Linked DNA regions of Mus musculus: regions 1, 2 and 3 are each linked to region 4. Evidence: chromatin contacts called from public HiChIP or PLAC-seq and capture Hi-C data. All regions are on one chromosome and are shown on one strand. The core of a region is the stretch at or near the end of the contact, and the rest is flanking DNA. Distances in the headings are between cores, read along the strand shown.

Evidence for each region. HiChIP or PLAC-seq counts read pairs in DNA pulled down with a chosen protein or histone mark. Capture Hi-C pulls out chosen DNA fragments and counts their contacts.
Region 1: an H3K4me3 HiChIP or PLAC-seq map of bone marrow-derived macrophages shows a contact between it and region 4, with 3 times the contacts expected there. The contact joins the enhancer-like site here to the promoter of Rpp40 in region 4. A contact is called at or near these places in 5 of 39 promoter capture datasets (the 3T3-L1 cell line, 3T3-L1-derived adipocytes, hematopoietic stem and progenitor cells and 2 more) and 3 of 115 datasets of contacts at active chromatin or transcription factors (bone marrow-derived macrophages, embryonic stem cells and fetal liver).
Region 2: an H3K4me3 HiChIP or PLAC-seq map of pro-B cells shows a contact between it and region 4, with 8 times the contacts expected there. The contact joins the promoter of Eci3 here to the promoter of Rpp40 in region 4. A contact is called at or near these places in 14 of 39 promoter capture datasets (the 3T3-L1 cell line, 3T3-L1-derived adipocytes, the C10 cell line and 8 more), 5 of 115 datasets of contacts at active chromatin or transcription factors (astrocytes, embryonic stem cells, forebrain and 1 more) and 1 of 9 other capture datasets (adipose tissue).
Region 3: a contact with region 4 is called in a capture Hi-C map of macrophages, with 4 times the contacts expected there. The contact joins the promoter of 4930529N20Rik here to the promoter of Rpp40 in region 4. A contact is called at or near these places in 10 of 39 promoter capture datasets (the 3T3-L1 cell line, 3T3-L1-derived adipocytes, the C10 cell line and 6 more), 4 of 115 datasets of contacts at active chromatin or transcription factors (bone marrow-derived macrophages, embryonic stem cells and oligodendrocyte precursor cells) and 2 of 9 other capture datasets (adipose tissue and macrophages).

The regions. Positions count from the first base shown.
Region 1 is chr13:35,387,321-35,390,020 of GRCm38.p6, forward strand. No RefSeq gene overlaps it. Among named protein-coding and RNA genes, the nearest start is that of Gm22674, 95 kb to the left of the region's middle. Within about 2 kb of position 1,266, at least 1 of the 459 cell types and tissues checked has an H3K27ac peak or open chromatin away from gene starts, as enhancers often do. A contact at or near this core is called in bone marrow-derived macrophages, where this site is marked.
Region 2 is chr13:34,962,504-34,965,203 of GRCm38.p6, forward strand. It overlaps Eci3 (enoyl-Coenzyme A delta isomerase 3), which reads right to left and starts at 1,306. Exons shown (of 9, transcript NM_026947.4): 1 at 1,251-1,306. It overlaps Gm16984 (a long non-coding RNA gene), which reads left to right and starts at 1,447. Exons shown (of 3, transcript XR_873227.2): 1 at 1,447-1,580; 2 at 2,121-2,333.
Region 3 is chr13:35,166,404-35,169,103 of GRCm38.p6, forward strand. 4930529N20Rik (RIKEN cDNA 4930529N20 gene) reads right to left here and starts at 1,401. Exons shown (of 2, transcript NR_153831.1): 1 at 1,339-1,401; 2 at 743-1,043.
Region 4 is chr13:35,904,948-35,907,647 of GRCm38.p6, forward strand. Rpp40 (ribonuclease P 40 subunit) reads right to left here and starts at 1,400. Exons shown (of 8, transcript NM_145938.4): 1 at 1,257-1,400. The coding sequence starts at 1,379.

The DNA of each region.
Region 1 (2,700 bases), core at 16-2,515, 520 kb before region 4:
GGTGTGTGAAGTGGCCAGTTCCATCTCTACATGGTATAAAAGTCATGCCCTTGCGCATCAATAGTTCAGTAGCCTTTCTACTAGAGCCACAGTGCAGATCCAGATATACCTGAGGCTCTCTCTCCATCTCACTTGCCTATGACACTGACACTGAAGCGCCTGTTTATGTCTGGAAGGTTGGATGATGAGCTTTCTCACAAGGGACCATCTGCTTCAAGAACAGTGCAGACTTCATAAAAAAACAAAACAAAAAAAACCAACTCCATCAAAAAAAAGCAGGCAAGGCGTGGCACAGTCGCTGCCACTGGCATTATTCTCCCCTTATGTCACCCTTGTCCTCTTATCCTGGCCCTAAGGGAAAGAGTTCTAATCAGAAGATGCCTTTTAAAAGTTAACTTTTTAATTCAATTTCATGTAAGTAATTAGCATGCAAATAAACACCCATGGGAGGGAGCATGCATTTTGAAATATTTTTTGTACAGTCTGGACTAGAGGCCACTTCATTCAGTACATATGGTCAAATTTACCCAAACACTCTACATAGATCAGGAGCACACACAGGGCGTTAGGTGACTGGAGACATCCCCACTGGAAGAAGCTGGGGATTCCTGAGAAAGGCTGGTGCCTGAGGGTAGCTGAGTACCTGTGAGACACCCTAGGCACTGAAGGAGTTAAAGGAACCTGCAGTTCTTCACTTTAGAGCATGACACACATTCCAAGTGATGCTTAGATGGAGAGTTACGGCTGTGAGATGCCATGAGTCTCAAGCCACTCTTGACGCCTTCTTTTTCCTGCCACAGTCTGTACTGATCATTGTTGGCACATTTGGCTCTGGCTCTAAACTCTTCTTAAGCTTTAAAAAGTTAAATACGGGCTGGTGAGATGGCTCAGTGGGTAAGAGCACTGACTGCTCTTTCAAAGGTCCTGAGTTCAAATCCCAGCAACCACATGGTGGCTCACAACCACCCGTAATGAGATCTGATGCCCTCTTATAAAAAACAAAACAAAACAAAACAAAACAAAACAAAACAAAACAAAAAAAAAAACAAACGTTAAGTACAATTACATAATTCCCTCCTCTTCCAGTGCCTCCCATGCACTTCATTGCCTCTTTCTTTTTTTATTATAACTTGAACACACACACACACACACACACACACCTAAATATATATACAACCTGCTCAGTCGTTTAGTCCTACTAGTGTGTATTTGATTTCAGGGTTGAGCACTTGGTATTGCATAACCAAGTAGGGGCTCATCCCTGAGGAAAGTACTTCTGCTTTCAGCATTTCTTAGTTGCTGTAGTTGCTTAGTTGCTTATGAATGGGGCCCCCTGAGAGCTCACATTCCCTGTCAGCAGGTTTGTCTGATATTTTATTTCTTTAGGTCTTGTTTAGGCAGCCATGTTATTTAGGTACCATGGGTGTGTTAAGCCCCTAAGACAGAAGAAAGAAATTCCCCTGTACTGCTCCAAGTCACTTTCTTGGAACATTTGCTCCCTTGCCCCAGGAGGGGTGAAAGGAGTCAAAGTGGGAGGGCATCTGCAGGAGCCACAGCAGCCCCTCCCATTCCCAGAGGTCTTCTCCCTCCCTCCTGCTGTGGCATGTAGTCCTCAGGACCTCCCCTCCCCCTCTTTGCCTCCAGGGAAAGATTTATTTTAAGGAATGACCCATATGACTGTGAGGGCTAGCAATTCTGCAGTGCCATCCTGGTCTGAAAGCAGACTTTGTTCCTTCTCATGGAGTACTGTCCTTTTCTCTGGAGGTCTTCAACTTCAACGTTATGAAGGGTCAATTGCCTTGGTCAACTACTGACAAAAAATATCCAGCACATTCAACAAACATTAGGTAGGTATTTGAGCAAGAACCTGGGTCCCATAGCACAGGAACCTTAACAACCATGCATCATACATTAGCTTATCCAACTGTTAGTGTGTCCCTATACTATCGTCAGTCCTAGCAATTTCTGAACATTCTGAGGAAGAAACAAGCAACATACTCAAGATTATGAGGGAGAAGAGGCACAGGTTGGTAGCAGTGTAAACAGTGGATGTTGTGGAGAAAGCCACACAAAAAGAGGGCTCACTTGTACATACACACACATGCTCAGGTATCATATGCACATATACAAAGTTCAGGAGGTTTCCTCGCATCCCACCCTTTTTAGCATCACTAGGCAGAAGAGGGGCTGCTTTCTCACCAGAAGCAGCATCTATCCACTCATTCATTATCTTTTCCACGAACCTGAGAGAGAGATTGAAAGAGCCAATCTTCCTTCTCAACATAGTTCTTTATGGTTTCATCCCTTTCATCAACATCTCAAGCATGAGCAATGGATGATGTGTGATGTTTGGGACTTGTGCTCTCCAGAATGCCAAATCTCACAGCCATAATGAATGGCTTAACTCTTCAGCACAACTGGACACATCCTGGACCGCCAAAGAGGATGAGGGGCTCAGAAGTGCACCACAATCCCTACCATCCAAGGTGTCTCCCTTCTAAACCACAGACCAGCATACAGACCACCACTAACTAACAGATTGAACATCATCTCCCCCACCCCAGCCACACGCAGAACTACACCTTTGAATGACTTTCCAGTCTGCTCAGAGAGAATCAGCAACGCCACGGTGCCTCACCCAACACCCTTCCCATCACCCACTCATTTCACTGGCCTGGCCCTCCCTTCTAACCCCCGGCT
Region 2 (2,700 bases), core at 56-2,555, 940 kb before region 4:
ACCCTATAGGTGGAACAACAATATGAACTAACCAGTACCCCGGAGCTCTTGTCTTTAGCTGCATATGTATCAAAAGATGGCCTAATAGGCCATCAGTGGAAAGAGAGGCCCATTGGACTTGCAAACTTTATATGCCCCAGTACAGGGGAATGCCAGGGCCAAAAAGGGGAAGTGGGTGGGTAGGGGGGTGGGGGGTATAGGGGACTTTTGGTATAGCATTGAAAACGTAAATGAGCTAAATACCTAATAAAAAAATGGAAAAAAAAAAGTAGGGTTGAAGGTGCTGAGAACCAATCCTGGATCCTCTTAGAGGAGCAGTAAGCACTTACTGCTGAGCTGTCTCTCCAGCCCACACATTTTTTTTTTTTTTTTAAACAATGTCAGATCTCAGGCTTACATTGCTTATCTAGTGCATAGAGTCTTAGCTGTACTTCGTTGCCTGGGTCCTCCATCTCAAGTCTCACTTGGTTCATTGCATTTTCAAAGTCCTGCTGACTGACTCTCGGCTTTGGTCTATCCAGGTTCACCTGAGCCACTGGTAACCTGAAGACCTGCAGAGACTACAAACACTGGTTTCTATTTGTTCCTTGCCCTTCATTTCTGCAGCAGGATTGCCGATTTGTCCCAAACCCTACAGAGCAAAATGCCATAGTTATATTCTCTCTCTGCTGTCCCAATAATCTAGTTTCAAATGATCACTGAATAAAATCTGTCTACAGATTACAGATTTTTTTCCTCTACATTTTATTTGAATTTGACAAGGGTTATTCCAAGGAGAGAGAAAAAAAAAGACGTTGTAAAATGTAAAGGCTCATTTAAAGCAAATTTATTCAAATGGAGTGTAGGTTTAGATTTTTGAGTTACCTCTCTCAACTAGGTCAACCAATTGCTTGAAACCCACGCTGGTGATAAGGGATTACGCATCTGCTGCGCTCCACTTAGCTAGCAATTGGTGCTTGGACAAAGTGTCACCTTCGCCAAGGCACTGTCTCCCTTAGGAAGTCGCCTGCAAGCCTGAGTGCTTTGGTGACATGAGGTCGCTGCTAGTCCAGGCTTTCTAGGCGGCCTGAGCACATCCATTCGTACAAGACAGGCGAGGTCACTCTTTAGAGCTCTCTCGCTGGGAAACCGTCAAAGCAATATCCTTCTGTCCTGCTAGCCAGACCAGATGACAGAGCGGGGCGGCTCCGCGGGCCCGCGACAAACCTCGCTGGAGACTTTGGGCCAGACAGTAGAGGCTGCAAGCTTACCTAGGACACCAGCACCGCGTACTCTTCTGCTCAAGGAAGGAAGTTAAAGCCAGCCTTGAGGACAAACAGAGCCGAGACGCTTAAGAATGGGTGGAATCGGTGGGAGGAACTGGGCAGGGGGCGGATCCAGAAGTGAATCCTGAGTGGAACGAAAGACTCCAGGAACAGAGGAAGGCAGAGGAAAAGTGAGACTGGGGGCGTGGTCTGAGTTGGGCCCGAGAAGGTTTCAGGGATGGGCACTTGGTTGAGGAAGCAGAAGCATGGCGCATGACTCTGGCCGCAGAGGACAAGGAGCTTTGGGCAGAGAAGGGCCTATGGGTGCAGAGTTCAGTGAGTGAGCTCTGGGAATTGGGTTCAAAGAACAAGGTGCAGGGGATTGGATGCAGAGGGTAGGGTGCGGGGCTTTGGGGTAGGAGGCAGAGAACCGGGTGCTGGGCAGAGAGGGGAGGGTGCTGAACGTAGCCGATAATGGACTTCCCCGCAGAGTGCTGGGTGCAGGGGCACACACCATGGTGTTCAGCTTTTTGCTTTTTATTTTAAAACATTTGTTTCGAGGCAAAAATCTCACGATAAATTGCCTCACTTAAACTTTGCTGATCCTTCTGTCTCTCTGCCTGTTAAGTGCTTGGATTACCGTGGACATCCCAACCTATTTTCGTTTAGAATTGGGGTGCCCAGCCTCTCTGGGTTTCTGCAGCCCATGGTTTCTCAGTCCAGACAGTGTTTTACGTGGGAAATCTCTGACCGTTGGTTCCATTCTCCCGTTGTGATCCTGCTCTCCAGAGCAGGTCTCTTAGGACTATTTCTGACTAGCAATTTGTTCAGCCCTTGCCTGCTGTTTATTAAACACCATTTTTCATCTCCGGACAGTCTGCTTGACAGGAGTGAACCGTTGAAACCCACGCTGGTGATAAGGGATTACGCATCTGCCGCGCTCCGCTAACTAGCAATTGGTGCTTGGACAAAGTGTCACCTTCGCCAAGGCACTGTCTCCCCAAGGAAGTCGCCTGCAAGCCTGAGTGCTTTGGTGACATGAGGTCGCTGCTAGTCCCGTGTGTTTCCACCTGTGACAACGACTTTGGGGTCAGTTGCCACCTTTTCTGTAAGCTGTCAGAAGGGTTAACTCTGGCTCTATGCTTCCAGGTATTTCTTTTACAGTAAGCCACAGCTCAAGCAAAGGAATTGGAACTTCCTTGAATTGAATTGAAAGCACCAGGGAAAGTGGTACCAAGGTGACTGTGATATCCCGCTGTGTAATTGCCGGGGAGGGACCTATTATGACTCTGTTAGGCACAAAGGACTTTGTACTCTTCATTCTCCCTCCTGTATCCTGCTTCGGTTTAGTGGTGCTGCTCATCTATGAAACTGGAAGAGAACGGACCGCTCCCCACCCCCAACCCCTTTCCTTCCCTCTCCTCTCCTCCCCTCCTTCCCTCTCCTTCCATGTCCT
Region 3 (2,700 bases), core at 151-2,650, 740 kb before region 4:
AATGAGATCCAGTGTGTTTGAAAGAGTCACTTCGGCTTGCAGAGGTGCAAGCAGATAGCTAGGAAGTACTCGAGAGTAGAGGATTGACATTTCAATATTCTATAACAGGACATTATGAACTTGGTGGAGAGAGCATGGCCCCTGGGATCAAATGAGCATTGAGTCTTAAAATTGGGGTACCTAGACCCGCAACATCTACCTATATTACCTGGAAATATGATAAGCATACCAATTTGGAATTGTTACTCCAGACCTCAAGAGGACTCTGAGAGAGAAACTTAGCAACTCTGTCTTGGTGAGGTCTCTAGGTATAGCCTATGCTGCTGAAGTCAGAGACTCTGGCTTCAGACAGGCCTATGGGAGGGAAGCTGAGCACTCCCTGTGATTTGTCAAGGTCTCAGAATATCCCTGGGATAGAAATTTAAACTGGTGTTGGCAGCTTGCTGTGGTACTTGGAGGGTGGGAAGCTATTTAATTTATCATGAATGGCTTTCCCCAGAGTGTTCATGAGCTGGGGAAGAAGAGAGGAACACAATAAAAATAGGAGCATCTCAATGTGCTGGAGCCCAGACAGAGCCTGAGTAACTCTGGACCACAGCTTGGGAGCAGCACCAGATGGTGAAACTTGGACCAGAGCATGGGTTAAATACTGGCCAGGGGAATACAGCTAAATCTTACGTCATCAACAAACATTCCCAGCATGCACGGCTTGCGGTGACAGTGAGAAATTAAGACATCTCTTCTGGGCTGAGAATTTAGTTAGAGACATAACTCTTAAACCAAACAAACACAATGCACAAAGTTATAACTCAGAGTCTATGAAGGAGAGCTTGCTGTGAGTACTCCAGAAGAGCTGGACAGAGTGGCTGCAAGAGGCAGAAGGACAAGAATGACAAAGGTCGACACTTGTACTTGCTGCGATCAACAGGTGGTGACGTCTGATCTCGAGTGACAGCTGTGCGGCTTTGTGAACAAATGCTGATACATTGCAATTACTATTTGTTCCTTGACAAGAATTCATGTCTGAGCACAGTCTAAAGGACCTTGAGTAAAATAAACAATAGTGTAGGGCTTCAGTAGTGAACACATCTCCACCACTTCAGCAAGCCCCTCTATGAGCTCAGTAGAGCAAACACACCCTAGGACTACAAAGTATAAGGTTGATAGGCTGATAGATGACTAGCTGAAAGAGAGCAAACAGCTCTTAGCATGCAGCATCCCAGAAGCACCTGGGATCATCTTCTCTTCACTTTGCCCTAACTGAATACATTCCTGCTTTCTCTAGGAGTGACATGGTCCAGTATTCTCAGTGGATGCCTTACTACAGACAGTACTTACTCCTATGTGGGCTACTACAGAGCAACCACAGACCCAGTGTTAATCTGTTCTTCCACATTGTGTGCCGTAACACCTCTGCATCATTCCTCTTGTCCTTTGGGACCATTATGAAGAAAATCATGGTTATATGTGTGCAAGCATTGTGACATCATGACAAATGATGTGATAGCTGAGGTGACTAATGGTGGCTACACTGGGCAAAGGGATGTCTCTTATCTTGGATGGGAACAGGACAGTGTGAGATTTTTACCATGCTTCTAAGATTGGCACGGCATTTTAAATGTATGAACTGTTTCTCATAGTTTCCGTTTAGCAATTTCAGACAGAGCCTAATCTTGGGTAAATAAAAATCCCAGAAAGTGGAACCAGCAGAGAGAGAAGCCAGCTGAACACTTTTTCTGTATGACAGCGCTGGGTCATCAACAAAAGGGTGAATGGCACTCACGCTGTGTTTGTTATGATGGGAAATCATGAAATAAAACATTGGAAATGGTGAAAGCAGATCTGGGGAGACGGCTCAGTTCGTAAAATTGCTTGCTGTGCAAGCACAAGAACCTGAATTCAGATCCTAGAATGCAGGTGATCAGCTGGGATAAAGTAGCAGTGGTGTGCCTGCAATTGCCAGTGTTCGGGAGGCACAGAGAGAAAGGTCCTGGGGTCTAGCTGGTCAGACAGTTCAGCCTAGTGGTTTCTGACCTTCCTCATGCTGTGACCCTTTACTACAGTTCCTCATGTTGTGGAACCATAAAATTATTGTGTTGCTACCTCATAACTGTAATTTCCTGACTGTTATGAATCATAATATAGATATCTGATCTGCAAGCCGATATGTGACCCTTGTGAAAGGGTTCTTTGATCCCTAAAGTATTCAAAACCCACAGGTTGAGAACCACTGATTTACACAAGTCAGTGAGTTCCAGGTTCAGTGAGATACTGTATCCCAAAATTGCAAGAGGACAATGGATAGCAGAAGAGACGTGATATAGACCTCTGGCTTTCACATGTACACATCTCTACATAGATGTGCGTGCATACATAGGTATGCACATGCACACAGTCACATACAATACACACACACACAGAGACACATACATATATATTCTACAGTTCTTATATTTACCACTTAATCTACATACACACAGGAAAAAGGAAGAAAATGTGAAAGTGTTTGGGTCGTTCCTAACGGCTTGTTGTGAGGGCCAGAGTCTGCTCAGTTGAGAGCGTCTGGACTTGCTGTTGGAAGCTGACACCTAAGGCTTCATTGACTGCTTTGATTCAGGTGTTACTCTTTAGTTTACAGCTCCCACTGCCTTTCTGGTGGGGAAAAGCAATAAATCCCTTCTCAATGGTCCTATTTACACT
Region 4 (2,700 bases), core at 150-2,649:
CCCTGGTCACTGTTGGAGTGTCTGTTCACAGCAGTAAAACCCTTAGTAAAACACACACACACACACACACACACACACACATACACACACACACACAGCCACCACCACCTACCCCTGAGACAGGGTTTCTCCATGTAGCCCTGGCTGTCCTGGAACTTGCTCTGTTTATCAGGTTAGCCTTGCACTCAGAGATTTACCCACCTCTGCCTGGGTTTAAAGGTGTGCATCACCATCAACCTACTAGGCAACAATTCTATTAATTTCAAGTAAACAGATATCTGACTACTCAAGTTTTTCCTTTCTGCATTTCAATGTGAGGCATGACATTGCAATGGAAGTCTTACTTGAATCTTATTTTTGCATACAAGCAATATATGTTATGTCTTTCACACTTTATAGTCAAGGAAATAGAGTATATATAATTCAACATGCCTTGATTTGCTTATTCTGGAGTCATGAAATCAAAGGAACTCCTCCTGGGATTTAGGGACATTTAATTAGTAAGAAGCTACATAGAAGCAAAAGTGCTCCTGGAAGCTTCCATTTCCTAGACAAACCTAGGTGAGACCAGTTGAGATAAGCGATACATCCCTGACCGCAGGGATGGCCTTTCAACCGAAGAGATGCAAAATCCGCGCGGATTTCAAATGATCCCCAAGTGAACATCTAAAGTCCGTTTCGCAAAGCCCCAACAACCAGCCTTGAGGGACAAGGACGCCAGCTAATCTATCTGAGAAATCCATCAGGCCAATATTTAAGATGTAAAATGCTTAAACCCTTATCATCGTAAGGTAAGTTTATTTGGAGTTCCTCGTTTGTCAAACCGCGTGATGCTTTGGAAAGAGTCACAAGCTGATCCACAGAGATCTGCCCAAACTTAGGGTGTAATTCGGCTACATGTTGTACAGGTCACACTCCGACCGTGCAGGTTACATTCCTAACTCCTCCACTGCCTGCTCGACCCAACACCGAGAGGATTTAATCCTGAACACCGCAGTAACCACGCCAAACTCACAAAAACTCTGCTGTTCCTCATAGGACCGAGCACCGCCCTGTGTTTGGCGCATGCTGGGAATTGTAGTCCTACACAGCGCCAAGAAAAGCAGTTAAGAAACTTGAAGAGACTATAGTTCCCAGCATGCCCGAGGACGATCTCCGCCCACCCTCGCAAGCCGAGGAGGTCTGGCCGGGTGAAACCCGGCGTGGTTCTACCTTAAAGCTCTCCAGCCTAAGAGGGCCGGGTGGACCTGACTCACCCTGTAATTATGATAGTGCGTCTCCACGAGATGCTTATGGCGAGACTTATCGTGGCCGAAGTTGGATTTCTCACAGACCAGTAAGTGCCGAGGCGCCTCTTGCAGCCTGCGCAGCGTGGCCATGTTAAGCAGGAGTCCAGGCGAGCACCGCCTCTTGGCCCGCCTCCCGGCCCGCCCCTCGGCCCGCCCCTCACCCCACCATTCGCCCCTTTCTGACTACACCCCTCCCTCCACCACGCCCTAACCCTTCTTTCTTTCCCTGTCTGTCAGTTCCTGCAGGCACTGGGTCTGAAGGTTCTCAAGAACCTGGCATGGGGCTGGTGAGATGGCTCAGCGGGTAAGAGCATTGACTGCTCTTCCAAAAGTCCTGAGTTCAAATCCCAGCAACCACATGTTGGCTCACAACCATCCGCATCTTAAAAAAGAAAGAAAGAAAGAAAGAAAAAACCTGGCACATCCATTCTATCCCACAGTTTCTCCGTGGAGGAACAGTGCATATACCTGGACAGGACTCAGAGAAGGACTGGACCCTGACACCTTATAAAAAGGAGGAAGATAGGACAGAGGAAAAGCCTAGTATAGTCAGGAAATACATCTGCTTTGCAGCACTGTTTTCCTGACTCCTCATATGGTCTCGTTCCTAATGCTCACCCACCCGCAGGCCCCTAAGTTCCCACTGATCCTTCCCAAAAAGTATAGGAAATTACAGAGGAATATAATATGACATTTCTGCATTTTTACTTCCAACAGAACTTCTTTGCTTTGTTTTTAATTATTTAATTTATTTTTTTCATTTCCAACATTACTATTTTGTGATTTTACTCCAAATCTCAGTTTCTTTGCTGAATTGTACTTCCATGTACACTGTTGCTATCTTCAGACACACCAGAAGAGGGCATTGGATTCTATTATGGATGGTTGTGAGCCACCATGTGGTTGCTAGGAATTGAACTCAGGACCTCTGGAAGAGCAGTCAGTGCTCTTAACCAATGATCCATTTCTCCAGCCCCCATAGCTAATTCTTAAAAGCCATATTGTTGATTTTTCTCATCTATTTTACTCTCTGTGTGTGCACACACATGCGTGCGCACGTGCACGTGTGTGCACAGCAGACTTTCCAGGTCCTTCCTTAGGGAAGATTGAATTAATCTTTTTGCTTCAATCTTTTTTGAGGTCTTAAAGTATTTTTACTAGGAAACTTCTGAAATCACCCAGAATTTTACCTATTTCAGTATCATTGAATCCAGGTGTTAAGTTATTTTGTCTTGAGACAGGGTCTCATTATATATCCTGGCTGGCCTCAGACTCAATATATAGACCAGGCTGGTCTCAAACTCAAAGAGATCTACCTGCCTCTGCCTCCTGAGTGCTGGGATTTAAGATGTGAACCACCACTCTGGGATAATTGATTTTGTTTTTGGAGGACTCCTGTTGCTGTGTTTTT